Regions from separate parts of the Mus musculus genome. Here all the other regions are linked to region 5. Evidence: chromatin contacts called from public HiCAR-type, HiChIP or PLAC-seq and promoter capture Hi-C data. All regions are on one chromosome and are shown on one strand. The core of a region is the stretch at or near the end of the contact, and the rest is flanking DNA. Distances in the headings are between cores, read along the strand shown. Region 1 holds the start of Fam193b (family with sequence similarity 193, member B). Region 2 holds the start of Nsd1 (nuclear receptor-binding SET-domain protein 1). Region 3 holds the start of Pcbd2 (pterin 4 alpha carbinolamine dehydratase/dimerization cofactor of hepatocyte nuclear factor 1 alpha (TCF1) 2). Region 4 holds the start of Ddx46 (DEAD box helicase 46). Region 5 holds the start of Hnrnpa0 (heterogeneous nuclear ribonucleoprotein A0). Region 6 holds the start of B230219D22Rik (RIKEN cDNA B230219D22 gene).

Evidence for each region. Promoter capture Hi-C pulls out the DNA fragments that hold promoters and counts their contacts. HiCAR-type assays count read pairs that join an accessible place to other places. HiChIP or PLAC-seq counts read pairs in DNA pulled down with a chosen protein or histone mark.
Region 1: a contact with region 5 is called in a promoter capture Hi-C map of hippocampal neurons, with 3 times the contacts expected there. The contact joins the promoter of Fam193b here to the promoter of Hnrnpa0 in region 5.
Region 2: a contact with region 5 is called in an H3K4me3 HiChIP or PLAC-seq map of stem cell-derived neural progenitor cells, with 14 times the contacts expected there. The contact joins the promoter of Nsd1 here to the promoter of Hnrnpa0 in region 5. A contact is called at or near these places in 2 of 115 datasets of contacts at active chromatin or transcription factors (astrocytes and stem cell-derived neural progenitor cells).
Region 3: a contact with region 5 is called in a promoter capture Hi-C map of hippocampal neurons, with 2.7 times the contacts expected there. The contact joins the promoter of Pcbd2 here to the promoter of Hnrnpa0 in region 5. A contact is called at or near these places in 3 of 39 promoter capture datasets (embryonic stem cells, hippocampal neurons and liver) and 4 of 115 datasets of contacts at active chromatin or transcription factors (astrocytes, embryonic stem cells and pro-B cells).
Region 4: a contact with region 5 is called in a promoter capture Hi-C map of liver, with 4 times the contacts expected there. The contact joins the promoter of Ddx46 here to the promoter of Hnrnpa0 in region 5. A contact is called at or near these places in 2 of 39 promoter capture datasets (hippocampal neurons and liver).
Region 6: a HiCAR-type map of astrocytes shows a contact between it and region 5, with 2.7 times the contacts expected there. The contact joins the promoter of B230219D22Rik here to the promoter of Hnrnpa0 in region 5. A contact is called at or near these places in 1 of 39 promoter capture datasets (liver) and 1 of 115 datasets of contacts at active chromatin or transcription factors (astrocytes).

Annotation. Positions count from the first base shown.
Region 1 is chr13:55,569,567-55,572,570 of GRCm38.p6, reverse strand. It overlaps Fam193b (family with sequence similarity 193, member B), which reads left to right and starts at 1,451. Exons shown (of 11, transcript NM_145382.4): 1 at 1,451-2,866. Gm31364 (a long non-coding RNA gene) reads right to left here and starts at 1,475. Exons shown (of 2, transcript XR_873486.2): 1 at 1,146-1,475.
Region 2 is chr13:55,208,279-55,211,372 of GRCm38.p6, reverse strand. It overlaps Nsd1 (nuclear receptor-binding SET-domain protein 1), which reads right to left and starts at 1,591. Exons shown (of 23, transcript NM_008739.3): 1 at 1,498-1,591.
Region 3 is chr13:55,726,063-55,729,130 of GRCm38.p6, reverse strand. Pcbd2 (pterin 4 alpha carbinolamine dehydratase/dimerization cofactor of hepatocyte nuclear factor 1 alpha (TCF1) 2) reads right to left here and starts at 1,763. Exons shown (of 4, transcript NM_028281.1): 1 at 1,657-1,763. The coding sequence starts at 1,758. Txndc15 (thioredoxin domain containing 15) reads right to left here. Exons shown (of 5, transcript NM_175150.3): 5 at 2,904-3,068.
Region 4 is chr13:55,633,347-55,636,675 of GRCm38.p6, reverse strand. It overlaps Ddx46 (DEAD box helicase 46), which reads right to left and starts at 1,677. Exons shown (of 23, transcript NM_001282055.1): 1 at 1,481-1,677. The coding sequence starts at 1,497.
Region 5 is chr13:58,126,997-58,130,281 of GRCm38.p6, reverse strand. It overlaps Hnrnpa0 (heterogeneous nuclear ribonucleoprotein A0), which reads left to right and starts at 1,726. Exons shown (of 1, transcript NM_029872.1): 1 at 1,726-3,285. The coding sequence starts at 1,969. The coding sequence ends at 2,886.
Region 6 is chr13:55,691,519-55,694,569 of GRCm38.p6, reverse strand. B230219D22Rik (RIKEN cDNA B230219D22 gene) reads right to left here and starts at 1,446. Exons shown (of 2, transcript NM_181278.2): 1 at 1,223-1,446.

The DNA of each region.
Region 1 (3,004 bases), core at 202-2,701, 2.6 Mb after region 5:
GAAATGTTGGGCCTGAGGTCACACAAATAATGAGGCACAGGCCGCCACAATCCAAAGTCAAACAAAAGCAGCTTTTATTCACCAAGGGAAACTCTCACCAAGAGATCTAGCTGGACTAGAGATGCAGTTAGGCTCGGGAGCTGAAGCAATGAGCCCAAGAAGTGGGCTCACAGGCCTTTTAAAGCAGAAAACCACAACCAGGTATGAAGTGGAAGATTAGGGTGAGGGTCTAGGCAACCTTTACCATGGTTGGTTGTGGTTAGGGGGCTTTCCAGAGGTCCTGGTTCCTGATTGGTCTGTGGTGGCCCCTAGGTATTCCAGGGAAAGAAGGGTGGCAACTGTTTCAGGATCTTGGAGAAAAGGCCAGATGTTCCTCCCCTTCCCTGAGTGGTAGACTCTAGAACATTTGTGGTTTTTCTTGGAATTGGGGCCATGCAAAACGGAGGACAGACTTCAAGATGGAGCAAGTTAGGCCAAAGAAGTTTAACCCAGTCCCACCGACACACACACATACACACACATACCTATTAAAACAATAAGATAAATAGAGCAATTTTTAAAAATTGATTTACTTCTTGGTAGTCAAAGTTTCAGATTTTGTTCTGATTGATGTTATCAATATAAATTCCACGTGTAACTACTAAAAAGTTCCAGTTTCACTCGACAAGGCATAAGACAGCATTGGAAACTTAAAAAAAAAATACATATATTTTTTTGTTCCATGTGCCTGAATTTTTCTCCCCCTGTGGGAAGAAAATGGGTGGAGATGACATATTAACAACTAAAATGCTGAGCTATTAAAACATTTCTAATTTTGCTTTGTGGGTTAAAGACCTCTCTCGCACATACCACTTAAAAAAAAAAAAAAACATTGCCAGAGTATGTGCTTTAATCATTTCATCCTTGTCACGCCGATCCTATTATCTATTTAAGTGACCCCCTTCCCCATCAGCCTCAAGAACGACCTGAGTCTGGGTCCTGCAGTTCTGAGCACAGAACGTGGGGCTCCCAGTAAACGACAAGTAAAGACCTGCCTATTCTTTCGCCTCAGGCTGACCACAGGTGTGGTGGGATGATATCTAGGAATCTATGGTAGGCATTTTGCAGCCAGTGCTTGTCCATTGCAAAATGGGAATAATTCGTACCTGTTTCCAAGTGATTTAGGGAGGAGCCAAGAGATGAGCGTGAAAAGTTCGCAGCAAAAAGATTAGTAACTCACTCATTATTTAATGGATAATTAAGCTCCTAGGCCCGCTATTACAGAGCCCAATGTGTTTCTCCAGCCGATCGCAGCCTTTCGGACTAGTGCTTAGGACAGGATCTCGCCCGGGGCTGGTCTCCTGCGAAGCCCAGCGAGGTGGCCTTATTAAAAATGGCGCTGGCGGCTTCCGTGGCGACTGCGGCGGCGCGGACTGAGTGTGCCCTCTGACCTGTTGGCAGCAGGCGGGGAGGGGCGCCGGGCGCCGCCATATTGGCTGTTGTCCTGTGAGGGGAGCGGCGGCGGCGGCGGCGGCGGCGGCGGCGGCGGCGGCGGCGGAGGCGCGAGAGGAGCCAGCGAGCGGGGGAGCGGCGCAAGAGGCAGCATGACTCGGAGGCGGAGCAGGCCAAGCGGCGGCGCGGGCCGGCGGGAGCGGGCGCGGGCCGCGGGGCTGCAGAAGCCCCAGGCGCCCGAGCCGCAGCCGCCGCCGCCGAGCCTGGAAGCGGGAGCCGGTGCAGGGCCCCCGGAGGTGCCCGCCGAGCTGGATTGCGACGGTCCCCGAGAGGAAGAAGAGCCCAAGCTGGCTCCAGGCCCTCAGGTAGGATCGAGCAAAACGACTCCGACTGCCGGGCTGCTTACACCTCCCCAGAGCGGGAGCGGGAGTGGGGCGGGAGTGGGCATGGACCATACTGTGGGTCTGGGACCAAATCCCAAGTCCGGGGCAGATGCTTTCAACCCGCTTGCCGGGAGTGGAAGCTGGACCCCTCTCCAAAGCCAAAGCTCAGCCAACCCTCTTGCGACCCTTGTAAAGCTACCCGTTCAGGCCCTGCTCCGGAGCTAAATCTTCTGACCATTTATGCTCTCTGGGACTCGCTCAGGTCCCGAGACCACCGCTTAGTTCTCTGCCCTCCACTTCCCTTTGGAGCCACCTGATTCCCCCCTATCCCCTAGCCCCTAAAAGACCATCATCTCAGGGCGCTGGAACCTGCAAGGCTGCAGCCTCTGTGCGCCCCTCCACCCCCGCCCCCAGCAGCTTCATCCCTTCCCCTGCACGGTCTGCAGCCGCTACCCTCAACAGCTGTACCTCTCTGCATCTGCCTTCCGGGACCTCTCTCCTTTCCCTACCCAGCAGAACAGTTGGCGGCCCCAAAGACTGTTAGAATAACTCCACTAAAGAGGAAACCCTTGTTCTCCTCCTATCTCCTGTCCCATAAGGAGCCCCCACTCCCACCTCCAACCCCCGCCAGTCCACTAGTTTGGTGAATCCTGCGAGACTAAGAGTATTTGGGAGGATTCTCGGAAGCTTCCAGCTTGCCACCTGGAAGGTCACTTTCTTTTGAGCAAAAAGGAGCAAACAGGAGAGGCGGGGGTGGCGTGGGCCACAGTTGCTCAGGGAGGGTTGTGGCACCCGGGGCTGGGTGGCTCACCCTAAGCTTGCTCTGACAAAAGAGTTTTGAGTTGGTTTTTTGGCTGAGCCTGCCAAGGAAGGCAGGCCCCTGCAGGAGTCTTGGAGGGTCGGATGCAGCGCCCGGATGAGGACGAGGCGTGGCGGAAGATGCGTTTGGCTCTGCAGACACTGCATCGGGCAGCAGGGGACTCTGGGAGGCTGGTGCAGCCTGAAGGCATGGCTCTTGACAGCCTTCTAGTAGAATCTCTGGAATTGTGCATGTGAGTGGGGATGCCATTTGGGGTACCATTCCTGGAACGCTTTCCCTGACCTCCCCAGTTAAACCAAGTGCCCCCTCTGTGCCCACCACCCTCTTTGCTTCCCTTCAATGGCACCACTCCTTCTGTGATGAAACTTGT
Region 2 (3,094 bases), core at 342-2,841, 2.9 Mb after region 5:
CCTCCCCAGAGTGTCGGGGCCTGCGGGCGTCGTGGGTGGCATGACGATCCTTTCACCTACCTCGGGGCGCCGCGCCAGCCCCTGGTTGCACACGGCTAACTGCACCCCAGTCATCCTGAACCCCAACCCCGGAGCCACCATGGTGCCTGGCTGAGGCCTGGCCCGCCGGCCTTGCTCTCAGGCCCGCGTCAGCCCCGGCCTCCATCTTAGGTTCCAGCCCGGGCTCCCCATCCACTGGGCACCTGCCCTCAGCCCCGCTGGTTTCGACCCGAGGCCGAGGCTACCCCCGTCTCGCTGTAGGGCTCACCTGGGGGGTTTGGCATGGGGGTCTTCGAGGCCCCAGGCCCCGAGCAGACGTGGCCGCAGGGGAACCCCCTTGCCCAGCCGCACCCCAAACCCACACCACCACCACCACTACAGACCAAGCTGAACAGGAAACAAAATGGAGGCAGCAGCAGCTCGGGTCTGCCTCCCCGAGCCAAGCCTCTACAGCCCTGGGACTCCCTTTCGGCCGCAGGCTCGACGCCCGCGAGGCAGGGGATTGGCTCCTCCCGGGAGCCTGGGGCAGCCGCCCTGGAGCAGCGCGTGCGGGCGGGCCGGGGACTCGGCCCTGCGGTCCCCACGGCCCCTCACCCACCACCCCTTCCCTTCCCTCTCCCTCCCCAGGCCGGGCCGTGCGGGGTGAGCGGCTCCGGGGAGCAGGGTCGGGTGACCCGCCCCGGGGTACTGGCCGCAGGACCGTGGCCTCAACCCGGGCCTGAGGCCGAGAGACCCCGCAGCCCTGAGCCCACGCCCCACACCCCGGCCTCTGGGACACAGCCTAACGGCGCGCCCGCACCTCGGCCTGTCGCCGTGCAGCCCCCGCCCAGCGAGGCCGAGCCCCCGGTCCAGACCCCGCGGGGACGAAGCTCCTCGGTCACCCTCGGGCCCAGGGGTCTTCGCTGCCCCGGGCGGGGCGAGGGGAGCTCGGGGGGAGGGGTCCACTAATCCCTGCACCGCCTCCAGCGCCTAGTGTGGGTCTGGGTCTGGGCCTGGCACGGCGGCCCCGGGGCTGCGGGCGCTGGCGGCCTTGGAGAGGTGCGGGCGCGCGGGGCCGGGGGCCGGGAGGGGCAGCGCCTCGCACCGCGGACGCTGCAGTTCTCCACACCCAGGCAGATGGCCCTCTCGAGCGCGCTTCGCCCCTGAGGCCCAGGCATCGGGACCCCTGCGCGACTGCACAGGGACGGCCGACAGGCTGGACGGGCTGGCCAAGCATGAAAGGCGCAAACCCCCGGCCTAGGAAGGCTCTGCGTTAGGAGGACGGGGTCCTGCTGGCGCGCACTTAGCACCAGGACCCCGCCGCCCTGACCTCGTAGGGCTGTAGCGCGTCCATTCCTCAAAGACAGTGGAAGGTCAGGGACTGGACCAGGCCTGGTCCAGCCACTCCAGTCCCCTGAGGCACTTCTCCCTTCCCGGACCCTGCTGCTTCCTGGGTTTGCTTCACCGCAAGAAGCTCACCTCAGGCATGACTTGGTCCCTAGAGCGTTAAGCGCATCCTTGTTGTTGAGAGAAAGCCATATTGGACGGCCCCGAGAATTCCCGCCTCTTCCAGAAAGCCTTCGGTGATTTGGAGTTCATTTTAAAGCCGAGGGCGCCGCCCTCGATGGCCACGTGACCACCATTCCTCCAGAGGCTTAGTAAATGTGCATAGTTATTGCCCCAGTAGAGTGTTTACCGAGGGCCCTCTGGTAACTAGACCCCCACCTGGGAGAACAGGCACTTTTGGCGTTCCCCTGCCAAGTATCTGTACCGGTTGGGGATCTGCAATGGTTGGGCCAAACTCCATCCTTCCCTGCCCTTCACCTCGTGACTGTGTCCAGCAAGCAGCGGCTTAGGATGCTTCCAGCTGCTTGCTGTCCAAGACCCACAGTCCATTAAAGGAGGCTCAGAGCTAAGCCTTCAGCATACCATCAGTAATGCTGGAGCCCTGGCCCTGCCAAGAGGGCAAGTGGGTTTCCTGAGAGAAGGTGCCCGGCGGAAGCAAGAGTGAAGAGGCTACTGTGACCTCAGGTCCCTCGGGTTAGTTTAAAGGAGTTTCCAGATGCAAAGTTGACTGGCATCTTTCCCTGCGCTAAAACTAGCCGGAAAAAAACTGGGGCCCTCTCCCATGGAGACCCGGTCTTTTGTTCTACGAAGGAATAACTCCTGCTAACACCTTCGGGCAATTCAATAGGAAAGCTCTCACTGGATCCTTTTTCACAAGTAATCATTTGAGCCTGTCATTTCTAACTGGCAGTTACCCCAATGCTAATCACTCCACAGCCCTTCCCAGTGCCTAGCCATTTTGAGGTACTTGGAACTGCCACTGGAGGGCCTTGAAGAAGTTATCTTTCAGTCCCAAACCTCTGTTTCCTCATCTGTGGCCTCCAAGACACAGGCATCTGGGAGGATCCTGAAACAGGCTAACACTCTGTCCTTAACAATTACAGACATATTTGACAAATACTGAAATGTAACTCATTGCTTCCTTCAGCAACCGTTTCCTGCAGTCTAGGCAATGCACCAGGCTCTGGGGAAGCAAAATGGGAGCTAGTGTGCCAGGCAACCTGTGGCCTCAGGGAAAAAAGGGTACCGAGAGAGACTAGCTGATGTAAGCACATTACTGCTCTGCAGGACCCTCTCCTTAACCTCCTACCTCCCCCTCACCCCCATTCAGGATGACCTAGTTACTGACAGAAACAAGACTGAGACCCCAGGGAAATATCAGACTTCCCTAGGTAACCCCTGGGGGTCCTCCCTTCCTCCTACTATAAAACTGTCTACCACAGTGACACAACCAGAGTGCTTATGGAGCTGAGCTTCTATATTCAGAAGGATACTGAATCCTCAAGTGAGACGGGGCTGCTTTCCTGTAGGATTGGGTTCTGGGGTGTAGACCTAGCTCTTCTCTACTGATTATAACTCAAGAATCTCTTCTGGGCCTGCACACCTCACCTGCAGACATATGAGAACAAATCCTTGTTGAGCGGGTATCATGCATTAGACACCACTGAGCGCTTGACACACGTCTGTTCCTTTAACCCTTTACTAGTCTGCAAAGAATTAAGGACTAGGT
Region 3 (3,068 bases), core at 514-3,013, 2.4 Mb after region 5:
ACCACATGGTGGCTCACAACCACCCATAATGAGACCTGATGCCCTCTTCTGGCTCATCTGAAGACAGCTACAGTGTACTTATATATAATAATAAATACATCTTTAAAAAAAGAGAGAGAGATCTTTCACTAAGCACAGTAGTATATGCTTTAGTCTCAGTTCTCAGGAGAAAGAGGCAGGGGGATTTCTGTGTTTAAGGCCAGCTTGGTCTACATCCCCATTATTAGGTGGAAGGAAAGACAGGGATGAGGAAGGGAGGAAGAGCTGAAAGGAGGGGGAAAGGTCGTAAATGTGATGGTGCCCAAAACAGACTCTGACACACAGCAGCCATTCCAATCAATCTGTCTACTCATTCCTTCCCAGGCACCATGGTTTTGTAAGGTCACCAGCACCTTAGGCAGGAGCAGGCCCTAAAACTCACCTAGGTTGCAGCAATCGAGTTGTACAGAAATCTGAGCTAGTTTACATGTTTTATAGTAAAGCAATTTCACATCGAGGGTGGTGGCACAGGCTTGTGTTCTCAGGACTTGGGAGGTGGAAGCAGGAATGTATCTGAGTTCAAGGTCGGCCTTAGCTACAAGAAACTCATCCATTAAAAACAAAGCAAAATGAAATGTCATTCCTTCTTTTATTGGAAGAAAAGAATCAGGTAGGAAAGGGAGCAGAGTTTAGTGTACCTGAATACATCTGTATGAAAATTATTTTAATTAAATTAATTTTTAAAATGTTAACCAAATGCAATGACTAGTCCTGGATTACACCAGGAAACAAAAAAATCTCTAAAGTCATTAGTCAAAAACAATGGACGTTATCAGCATAATTTTCTGACTTCAACAATTCTACTGTGTAATATAAGAAAAATATTTATTTGGGGAAATTCATTATAGAAATTTTACAGGAAAATAAATTATGTCTACGAGTTCTTCATAAAAACGTTGTCAAATAGGCTCTAGTGAGCGCCCGTAAAGGAAACGGTGAGTTTCATGCTGCATTTTCCACTAGATGGAGCTGCGTGTTAAAAAAAACTTACCCTCGGCTAACTCTCTCTCCCCTCTACCCCTCACACTCTCAAAGTACACCTCAGACGGTCTCCCAGCACTCCTCGCCGGCTGCGCCGTAATCCTCCTGCCTCAGCCTCGCCAGATGTAAGAATTACAAGCCGCAACGCACAGGCAAAATTCTAAAATCTGACAGAGTAAGAAAACGAAATGTCCTCTTTAAAAGTGGTGAGGGAAAAAAAAATCGATGTGCCCTTCAAAAACGGGAAAAGGGCGTGGAGGGGTTACTAACTCTTCTAAAGCCCCCTGACCAAGAACAACACGGTTAGCTGGTCACTTAGGTCCTGGTCACCCCAGGACTGCTCGCAGCCCACAGAATGGCTTCGCAACTAAACGTCACATTTGGATTTGTTTTTTCCCACGATAATGTTTCCGGTGAGCACGCTCAAAAACTACGGCAGAAGCTGTCTGGGTGTTCTGTTTTGTTTGAGGCAGGGTCCACTACGGAGCCCTGGCTGGTCTCGAACTCACGGATGTCTCCCAGCCTCGTCCTCCCCCGCGCGGGGGCTATGGCGTGTGAGCTGCGGGTCTGCGCGCGCAGTCGCCCCCACGCAGCAGAAGGAACGAAGGCCCGGTGGCTCGCCCGGGCCGCACTCACCATGGCCGCCCTGCTCGCGCCCGGGCTGCGCAGCGCCGCCAGCCACCGCCCCGCGCTACGCGCTCCCACCGCCGCTACAGCCACCGCCGCTGCCGCCACCATGGTCCCGGGCTGCCCGGCGTGCTGCCTGACGCGGCGCAGGCACCGAAGGCCCCCGAAGGGGATGGCCGCCGCGCCCGCGGGAACTCTTTGCAGACCGAGCGCCCTCTGCGCGCCGGGCCACCGCTGCTGTGCTCAGGGCTTAAAGACCCGGCTGCCGCGACCCGGAACGCCGCGCTGAGCTCGCTCCTCTCTGCAGCTCGACCATGCTGCATGCACAAGTGCATTACCCACCCAGGACGGGTGGAGACAACTCTGTTCCCTTACATGCAGGTCCTATGTGTGTATATTGATCTTTATTATTCTTTTGTCATTTTTTTTCTTGCGATGTAACTGACAATAAAATTCATTTTAAAACCCATGCTGGGTGGGGGGGGTAGGGGCGGGGCTTAACTTAGTGCTGAGTTTTGAGTAAAATGTTGCAGCTTTTAGCTCGATTTGTATCTTTTTGGTTTTGGGTTTGTTTTTTTTTTTTTTTTTAAAGATTTATTTATTTATTATATGTAAGTACACTGTAGCTATCTTCAGACACACCAGAAGAGGGCGTCAGATCTTATGACAAATGGTTTTGAGCCAGCCACCATGTGGTTGCTGGGACTTGAACTCAGCAGTCAGTGCTCTTAACCACTGAATCATCTCTCCAGCCCCCTCATTTTGGTTTTTTTACTAGGTAACTTTGTTGTATTCCTTTCCTGAGACAGTTTCATGAAGCCAGGTAGAGTTGCAGAGGCTGGCCTGGAACATCCATCTCCACCTCCCAGAAGCTGGGGATTTTGGACGTGTCACCATGCACTATCCTGTTAGTTTTTCTAAATTAGCACATTAATATTACCAATTTGCCAGTTCTCTCCTCCCACCGTGTGGAACACAGGGATCGAACTCAGATCTTCACACTTGGTGACAAGCACCTTTATCTGCTAAGCCATCTCAGCGGCCCATGTCATCTCTTTGCTGTGTCCTAAACTAGACCAGACTCAACCTCCAGGCAAGGACAGGGTTCTTAACTTCCTTTGGATCTCAATCTAGCTGTGTGCTAGTATATGACTGGGCAATGTCTGTGCTCTAGCACAGAATTAACATGTTTTAATTAGAATTAGGAGTTTCTCCTAAAGTCTGCCATTCCCAGAAACAAGCGAAACCACTTTGAATTGTTTCAGTGACTTTATTTTTCACCTGGTCCTGTAGTAGACCTGCACTTCCCGTCCTAGCCCATACTTCCCATCTTAGCTCCTCTTCTGAGACAACACTTTCCTGTTTGACGACACTAGAAAAGAAATTCATTATGTTCAAGTATTAAAAAGCAACAACAGTCA
Region 4 (3,329 bases), core at 428-2,927, 2.5 Mb after region 5:
AAAACACTAGCACTGACTCATCTTAATTATGAATTAAATACCAAGTATGAGGGCAAGAGAGAAGGGCTGGGTGTCTCCACATGGGACCAGAATAAGCAGGAAAGGGAGGCTGTGCTGAGGGGAGAGGCCATGGTCGTCCAGCCCATGTTCCGAATGTGTGAGGCCCTGACATCAGCTCATAGCAGCCTTCCTCGCCATCACTGAAGGCTGCCATTACTAGGAATCAACAATCCATTCGCTTTCTGAGCCTTCTCAGGATCTACCTAGAAAGCTCCAGATGAGCGGAAGCCAGGCACCACAGGAAGTCAACTGTACGCAGGTAAATGGGTGAAAAGGACCTTCTGCGAAAGGTCTGGGGAGTCTGAATTTCCTCTTGAAAGTAACAGGATCCAACAGATACTAAGTCAAAAAATGGCAAGGTCTTATTGTTATTTTGATTCCAGCAATACAAATATAATAATTATAACAGCAAGATCAAGAAAGGTAATTCAGGCCGGGTGTGGTGGCGCACGCCTTTAATCCCAGCACTCAGGAGGCAGAGGCAGGCAGATTTCTGAATTCGAGGCCAGCCTAGTCTACAAAGTAAGTTCCAGAACAGCCAGGGCTATACAGAGAAACCCTGTCTCGGACCCCCCACCCCCCCAAAAAAAGAACCATGGTCACTGGCAATACACCCTTTATACGGAAGATGCTACAGGTTTTTTTGGTTTGCAAAAATTTCAAGCTGCTCCACTCACACTTGGCTTGTTTCCCTGAACCTAAGTTTTAACCCAGTACGCCAAGTTTTCATTCTCCCTACACAGTGAACCACAGTACCTTTCAGACTGGCTACATACATACCAGTCATCTCATCTTTCAAGATGATGATTATAATAATAGTAGTAGTAGTAATAATATCATCATCATCTACCTCAAGGTCCTAATCCGTTATTAAAACCTAAAGTTTTGAAGACACCGTAAGGTGCCCGCGTGAAAGGTTTCACAAAGAAGCAGGCAACATAGTAACAAAATGTATCCGCGGAATAAATGGCCATGGAACAGGTGTTTTTGTTGTAACCCAATAAAAGCCGGTCCTGCACATATAGCAGGTGCGTAAAAAAGGCCTGCATACGCTCCTTCTAAATGACTTAGGCAGAGAGGCCCACGTGCGCACGAAAGTAACCCAGAGTGGAGGCAAACAATGTTGTGAAGACGAAGAGGAACGGGAGTGAACCGGCTCTGGGTTGACCCGGGGGATGAGGCGGGAGGCTCCGTGATGGGCGGGGTGGGGTCAGGGGGACTGTTCCCGCTCAGGGCTCGACCGGTGGTCGCAAGCTCACGGCAATCGGCTGCCCTGCATGCCAGCTGCGCCTCGTCACAGCCCGGGTGACCGGGTCCTCAGCAGCCACACGCGCGGCCACCCGCACTCTACCCGCAGCGCCGCTCCCTCCACCCGCTCGCTCCCCTCCGAGCCCAAGAAGCCGCTCGCCCGCGGACTCACCGAGACTCCCGGCCCATGCTGCCGGCCAGCAGAAGGCCTGCGCCCTCGGGGACGATGCGCAGGCCTATGAAGAGGACAAAGGAGGGAGGCAGCAAGCTCTCACGGTACCGAGCGAGGACCGGTCCTACGAAATGGACAGAGCTCCAGCAGTGACCGCCATCAGAGCGTGGCCAACGAAAACAGGATGTGCTGGTGCCGGGGTGCGGAAGGAAGGAGCGGGCGGAAGGAAGCGGCTGCTTCTCCAGAGCGCCACCAACCGACTGGAGGCCGCGCGGCGCGGGCTGCGCCGGCAGCAACAACTTACTTTTCTAGCGCAACCCGCAGCCCTTTTTGGCGCTATGGAGTGTGCCATCAGCCAGGTCAGCCTTGCAAAGGGTCTTCGCTGCAGACCACCGAGGAACCTAATGCAGCCTGCGGCTCTCCCAGGGAGTGTGTCTGTTTGCCTTAATCTGCATTAACTAATGCTCCTGTCTCCTTATATGCTCCGTACTGAGTCACTTATGTGTATGCCAGATCCTGACAACTAATAGTAGTGATGTGTCTTCGACACAAGGAGCATCATACTGAAGAGGAAAGACTCTTCAATATGAGATGTGAAGACTTAGAATCTACAGAACAGAGATAAACTGCACTAAGGATTATAATAGTTCTTAACACTGGGAAGCTTTCGGGGCAGGGGGGAATACATGATCCGTTCAACCGCTCAGGAAATGGGGCCCAAAGGCACCAGACAAAAAGCACGGGCCTCCCTCTTGCTCTGGCTCTTTGTCTGGATCACTCCATTTCTGCTTATTATCTTTATATTCACATTTTGACCTGTCCTTTAAGTGTTTTACTTACCGAACTTACCCCTATACTGGAACAAAGAAGCCCTCCCAAAGGATTTCCTATGCCTACAAACACCTCAAATGACCAATCAGATTAAAGACAACCTGGCCTTGGTAGAACAAAGCAAAGCAAGAGCAAATAGATTCCCTACCTACAGAGGTCCTCCAAGACTGCAAAAGACTAACTTCATGACTGCAAAAAATGGAGGCGTCTATGCCTTCCTAGGAAAAGGATGTTTTCATGAAAACCAATTAGGCCTAATAAAGGGAACCACTGAGCAACTATTTTAAAACAAACTCAAAACCAGAAAAGGAACAGACAATGCATTCTAGAAGAACACCTGGATGCCTGGGGCCATGCATCACACCATTGGCAGGTGCGGTCATTGGTTTTTGGTTGGCTGGTTGGTTGGTTGGTTGGTTGGTTTTCTGAGACAGGGTTTCTCTGTGTAGCCCTGGCTGTCCTGGAACTCACTCTGTAGACCAGGCTGGCCTCGAACTCAGAAATCCATCTGCCTCTGCCTCCCAAGTGCTGGGATTAAAGTCATGCGTCACTACTGCCTGGCCTATTTTTGTTTGTTTGTTTGTTTGTTTTCTTTGTTTATTGAGACAGGCTTTCTCTGTGTAGCCCTGGCTGTCCTGGAACTCACTCTGTAGACCAGAATTTTGGTTTCTTTTTTTTTTTTTTTTTTTTTCTTTTTTTCAAGACAGGGTTTCTCTGTAGCCCTGGCTATCCTGGAACTCACTCTGTAGACCAGGTTGGCCTCGAACTCAAAAATCCACCTGCCTCTGCCTCCCAAGTGCTGGGATTAAAAGTGTGTGCCACCACTGCCCAGCCAAATTTAACATTTCTGTTCGAGTTTGGTTTTAAAAGATACTCTGCATAGCTAAAAAGATTTCTCAGAGGTAAAGAGCCCTTGTTGCTCCTGCGGAAGATCTGGGTTCGATTCCCATTACAGACACGGTGGTTCAGAACCATTCATAACTCTAATTCCAGGGGCTCCAATGCTCTCTTCTTACCT
Region 5 (3,285 bases), core at 477-2,976:
AATGGAAAAACCAACCAACCAACCCACATTTCTCTTGTATGCACTGGCTGGTTATGTGTATCAACTTGACAGAAGGTAGAGTCATCAGAGAGAACAGGACTTCAGTTGAGGAAATGCCATGAGATTCAGCTGGAGGGCATTTTCTCAATTGGTGATCAGTGGGGCAGGGCCTAGCTCATTGTGGGTGGTGAGGGCCATCCTTTATGATCCTGTGTGCTATACTAAAGCAGTCGGAGAAGCAAGCCCTGTGAAGCTAGAAGCTAGCAAGCAGCACCCCTCCACAGCCTCTATCAGCTCTTGCCTCCAGGTTCCAGTCCTGTTTGAGTTCCTGTCCTGACTTCCTCCAGTGATGGACTATGATCTGGAAATGTAAACCAAATAAGGCCGTTCCTTCCCAGCTTGCCTTATTTCTACAACCCTAAGACACTGTAGAAATTGAGATCTTATCCGTGAACACTAAGCACAGTCCCTGACAGTTTTTTTTTAAAATCTAGTTATATGGATAAAGTTGGCAAAATGGCTGTTCATATTCACGAAGCTGGCAGCCCAGTAGAAGCTGCTGGCTGCAGGTCACAGGGGTGCACCAGATGAGGGAGATGAGAAGTAACGGGACAGAATGGGGATAGGACGTGTCGGGGGACACTGCTCCAACTCTAGTTAAGTCCCCTGGGTTTAATTCCCAAACCACAGTTGGGATGGCGGTGAGAAGGCAATAAAAATAGGAAATCTCATAGGGCATGCTTATAATCTAGTGCTTGGGAGTTCGAGGTCAGCCTGGCTCAAGGCTAGCAGTGTAAGGATGGGGCCGAATAAATCCTGCGTGGCTCGCAAGGAACATGTCCGCAGGAGCTCGCTGCTGAGTTCACAGGGCGGAGCATCGCCAGCGGCTACCGCAGGCCTGGCTCGGGCCTGGTCTGGGTTACCCGGTCTCAAGGGCTTTGGTGGTGTTCCCTCTCATGGGCTTGCTTCGGCGGGCAGAGTGGCACGGGGCAAGAGTCGCATTGGATTAATGGAGCCACCAGCCCACCGTAAACGGCCAATAACCGCCTTGGGGTCAGGCCGAGGCCCTCCATCTTTGTGCCGCCCCTAGGGGAGCCGACGCCGGGTGCGGGCCGGCCCCCAACAGTCAAGTTTTTAAAAAGTCCGCGCGGGGGCCACCCGGGCTGATCCGTTGGGAACGGCCAGAATTCCCGCGAGGACGAAGCGTGCGGGCGACAGAGGGTTCCGCACGGGAGGCGCCGGGCCAGTGCTCGAGAGGAGCGCGCCCGTCCCGCGGCAGCGGAAAACGGAAGTGGGTCTGAGGAGCAGCCGCTGATTGGCCGGCAGGTCACGTCCCTCAAGGGGCTGGCGCGAACGCCACTGCGGAGCTGGGCCTGGGCATCCGGCGAGGGGAGGGAGGGAGGGACGACTGCGGGAACAGCCGCGCGGTCGCCAGGAAACGCTCCACGGAGACGCGCGGAGGGCTCTGGCGGGCGGTCTCCCGGGCCCCGCGGCCCCGCGGCCCCGCGTCGAGTGCGAGCGCGGAGGCGGAAGGAGCGGCGGTCGCCGAGGAGCCCCAGGCCCGGACCGGGGTGGTGGGGAAACCGCGGAGGGCGGGGAGGCCGCGACCGAGAGCGGCGCTGCGGCGCGGTGGGCGGGACCAAGGCGAGCGGCCAGGCGATTGGCCGGCGTCCCGGCGTCGCTTGTGACGCACCGCGCGGGGAGGGTGCGCGCGCCTTCAGCGGCCTCTTTGTGTGGTGTCCCGATAGGGGAGCGGAGGTGGCGGCCGCGGCGGCCCCGGTCGGGTTCCAGCGTCCTCGGCTCGCCCTCGGGCCGGCAGCGCGCCCCTTCCCTCCCCCTCCCGCCCCTTCCCCGCCGGCGGTGGCGGCGGCGGCCGGGCCCGGGCTCGGACGAGGCCTCGGCGACCGCTAACGGGCGACGGCGACGCGGCGGAGCGCGCAGGGCGGGGGCAGGGCCCGGGCGGCCGACATGGAGAACTCGCAGCTCTGTAAGCTGTTCATCGGCGGCCTCAATGTGCAGACGAGTGAGTCGGGGCTGCGCGGCCACTTCGAGGCCTTCGGGACGCTGACGGACTGCGTGGTGGTGGTGAACCCCCAGACGAAGCGCTCCCGCTGCTTCGGCTTCGTGACCTACTCGAACGTGGAGGAGGCGGATGCCGCCATGGCCGCGTCGCCGCACGCGGTGGACGGCAACACGGTGGAGCTGAAGCGCGCCGTGTCGCGGGAGGATTCGGCGCGGCCCGGGGCGCACGCCAAGGTGAAGAAGCTGTTCGTGGGCGGCCTCAAGGGCGACGTGGCGGAGGGCGACCTGATCGAGCACTTCTCGCAGTTCGGCGCGGTGGAGAAGGCGGAGATCATTGCCGACAAGCAGTCGGGCAAGAAGCGCGGCTTCGGCTTCGTCTACTTCCAGAGCCACGACGCGGCCGACAAGGCCGCGGTGGTCAAGTTCCACCCGATCCAGGGCCACCGCGTGGAGGTGAAGAAGGCGGTGCCCAAGGAGGATATCCACGCGGGCGGCGGGGGTGCGCGGGCGGCCCGGGGCGGGCGCGGCGGAGGCCGGGGCCGCGGCGGCGGAGGCGGCGGCGGCGGCCGAGACCAGAACGGGCTGGCCAAGGGCGGCGGTGGCGGCGGCGGCGGCTACAACAGCTACGGCGGCTACGGGGGCTACGGCGCCTACGGGGGCGGTGGCGGCGGCGGCGGCTCATACGGCGGCAGCGACTACGGCAACGGCTTCGGCGGCTTCGGCAGCTACAGCCAGCACCAGTCCTCGTACGGGCCGATGAAGAGCGGCGGAGGCGGCGGCGGCGGCGGCAGCTGGGGCGGCCGCAGCAACAGTGGACCGTACAGAGGCGGCTACGGCGGCGGCTACGGCGGAGGCTCGTTCTAGAAGCCGGGTTCCGGATGCCGGCGGCGGGCGCGGCCATCGTCGCCCTCCGCGCCCGCCCCAGGTGCCCTCGGGGGAAGCCGCTCACCCTGGGGGGCACGACACCCCCCGCTTGCCTGCCCGTTACCCCCCCTGAAGGTGGACTCGGCCCCACACACACACATTTTTGTGTTACAGTCATTGATGGACTCTATTTTTTTATTATTACTTGGACCTTGGTCGTTTTTATACTAGCAAAAAAATGTCTTGTTTTAATTTGTGTTTTTTGGGGGGGCGGGTGGGCGGGCGGGAGTGAACTTGCTGATTCTGTAGCAACACCTGGGTGGGGGTTGGGCGGGAGGGTAGTTTACTTTGTTGTAAGGACTTGATACCTGGCTACAGCGTTTTCTATGAAACCTACTT
Region 6 (3,051 bases), core at 197-2,696, 2.4 Mb after region 5:
AAGAAAGTAATGGGTGTAAAGGTGTTAACCAACATGCTTGGTCAGCTATTACCTTATGTTTTAAATTATGCTTGTCTACATGAGAACAAATGAGTGTGAGTCCCCCCGGGGTGCAACACATGGAGTTACATTTGGTTCCCAGTGCACCGTAGTGCAGGGAGCCAAACCCTACTTCTCTTCAAGCCTGGTACACGCTCTTAACTGCTTTTTTTCCCAGCTATTCTTGGATTCTTTCCATGCAAAGTTCACTAAAATGATGCAGGTTACATTTGAGAAAAGTGGGCGGAGGAATTTCTCTTAAGACGTGGGTGGAACATAAGCTAGGAGTTAACAGAACAAATCGTGTTGCAAAGCAAAGGCTACAGTTGGTTTTGTTTTGTTTGTGGTACTAGGGGTGGACCCCAATGCCTTGCACACATCAAACAAACGAAGAAGCATCTTTTAAAATGGTGCACCGGTAAGTTTAAGGAAGCCAGCGAGGAGTTTCACTGTGACTAAATTAGTAGTTTTGAAGGTCTGCTGCGACCTGCTTTCCCTTAAGTTTTACTGTGGGTGTTTAATCCTGCCGTCTTCCAATGAAACAATCACATTTCTTTCTTTTTTTTTTTTTACCTTGAATGTGGCAGACATTGCTCCCAAAAAAACTATTTTTAGTAAATTCACAAGGCACCTTTAAGCTTTGTAAATATAGCAAAGCTTCAAAGGCCCACACGCCGTTCTCCTCCAAGGATCAAATATCCCACAACCCTCGGTGTTTTGTTACTATCTAGCTAACTACTGTATATAATCACATATGATTTTATAATTCTAAACAAGTGTGGGAGGCCGTGTCAACCACTGAGGATGCTGCTCCGCTCCCGCCTCCCGAGAAGTTTACACAACATAAATAACGGTCTCCTTTGTCTTCTCTGCGCTCCTTAGCCGTGCCCCACGGCGCTTCCCCAAGTCAGCATCCTAACGGGACCCCGAGGCGTTCCCCGCCGCGCTCTCGGGATGCGGGGACGACCGCAGCTCCAGGGCGAGACTGCGGCCCCGCGCCCACCCTGCAGCCCTGGCTGCGCGGCCCGCGCCGTGACTTCCGCTTGCCGCGAGGCCGGCGGGCGCCCGGGCGGAAGTACCGCGGGGAAGGAGGCCGCCCCGGAGGAAGGAGGCGCCCGCGCTCGCCGCCGCATCCCGCATCCCGCTCGCCGGGCCCCGCGCCAGCCGCCGCCCCGCGCCCTACCTCGGCCGCTCGGAGCCCGGCCCTCAGAGCGCCCAGGGGCCGCCCATAGGCAGGAAAGCTCCCGCCCGTTCCGTTCACTCCGGCCGCGCCCGCTCCGGGCGGCCCTGTCCAGTCACGGCAGAGGGCCGGCGGCGGCGGCGGCGAAGGCCACGCCAGCGCCCGACTCCCTGGAGCCCTCACCGCGGGGCCCCGGACGCGGGAGGAAGAAGCCGCCACAGCCCCGGAATGTGAGCGCCGCCTGCGCAGGCGCAGGCACGCCTAAGTATCGCGAGACTCTTCGCGCGGCCCGCGAACGGAGTGCGCAGGCGCGCGCGAAGCGGACGGTCCCTGTGCGGAGCTCCAGTCCCGCCAAGATGAGCGAGCGGATGGTCGGCTCGGTGACTTCCCAGAATGCAGGGTCACTCCGTGACGCAGGCATCGTTTGAAGCCCGCTGCAGTTGTCCAGAAGCCGTTTACACAGCTGTTTGAAAACGATGTTTGCTCATGCCTGTCTGCAGCCCTTAAGACTCATTCATTGTCTGGGGGCTGGAGAGATGGCTCAGTGGTTAGGAGCACAGACTGCTCTTCCAGAGGTCCTGAGTTCAAGTCCCAGCAACCACATGGTGGCTCACAACCATCTGTAAAGGGATCTGATTGCCCTCTTCTGGTGTGTCTGAGAGCTACAGTGTACTCATATACATAAAATGAGTTTGGAGTCAACCTGGGCTACAGAGCATGAACAAACAAAAATAAACCAGCAGAAATGTTAGGCACGGCAATATGAGTAGGCACACGGGTGACTCATCATGGTCAGGGTTCACAGCAGAGGTACCAGTAAAGCTTGCTTCTTTCCTGCAGCTAGCATCTCAGGGGTAAGGTGGAGCTCCCAGCCTTACCTCAGTCTTTGAGAATTTTCTAGCCATGGTACTTACTATCCTTGGGCTTCAAGTTAGCTCATCTCCAGGCAGCAGAAGTATTCCCAAATAAATCTAAAAGAAATGTTGAAAATCCTTAGTCATCATGGAAATGCAAATAAAAATGATTCTGAAATCCCACAATGGCTAAATAAATAAATAACCAACTCAAAACTGGGCAGTGGTGGCGCACGCCTTTAATCCCAGCACTTGGGAGGCAAAAGTAGGCGGATTTCTGAGTTTGAGGCCAGCCTGGTCTACAGAGTGAGTTCCAGGACAGCCTGCCTTGAAACCCTCCCCAAACAAACAAACAAACAAACAAAAAGACTCAGTGTCTGCCCTTTAGTTTCTTAAGGGTGGGTAGGGCAGGACTGCCCATATCCAAACATGAGAATATTCAGATGGTGATGGTGTTAGGGCTCTCAGATGTAAGATGTGTAATAATTAAGGTATTTTATGTGGGGTGCCCTGTAGTATTTAGTTTTTTTTTTTTTTTTAATCCCTGACATCTCTACAATGTGCCATATCCTTTATCCTAAAAGGCGGAACCACTAGCCTAATTCCATTTGGCGGTATTTCCTTCTGAGTCGCTTGGTTGTAGAATTATCCTGGATTCAGAGTTCTTACTATAAGCCCGGAACATGAAATTGATAGTATTGGGCTGGAGTTATGGCTCAGTGGTTAAGAGCACTGACTGTTCTTCCAGAGGTCCTGAGTTCAATTCCCAGCAACCACATGGTGGCTCACAACCATCTGTAATGAGATCTGATGCCCTCTTCTGGTGTGTCAGTGACAGTACACTTACATACAGGAAATAAATAAATAAATCTTGAAAGAAAGAAAGAAAGAAAGAAAGAAAGAAAGAAAGAAAGAAGGAAATTGACAGTCTTCTGTCTCTAAATAGACTTCTGAGGGAAAACCAAAACCTCCCCAGCA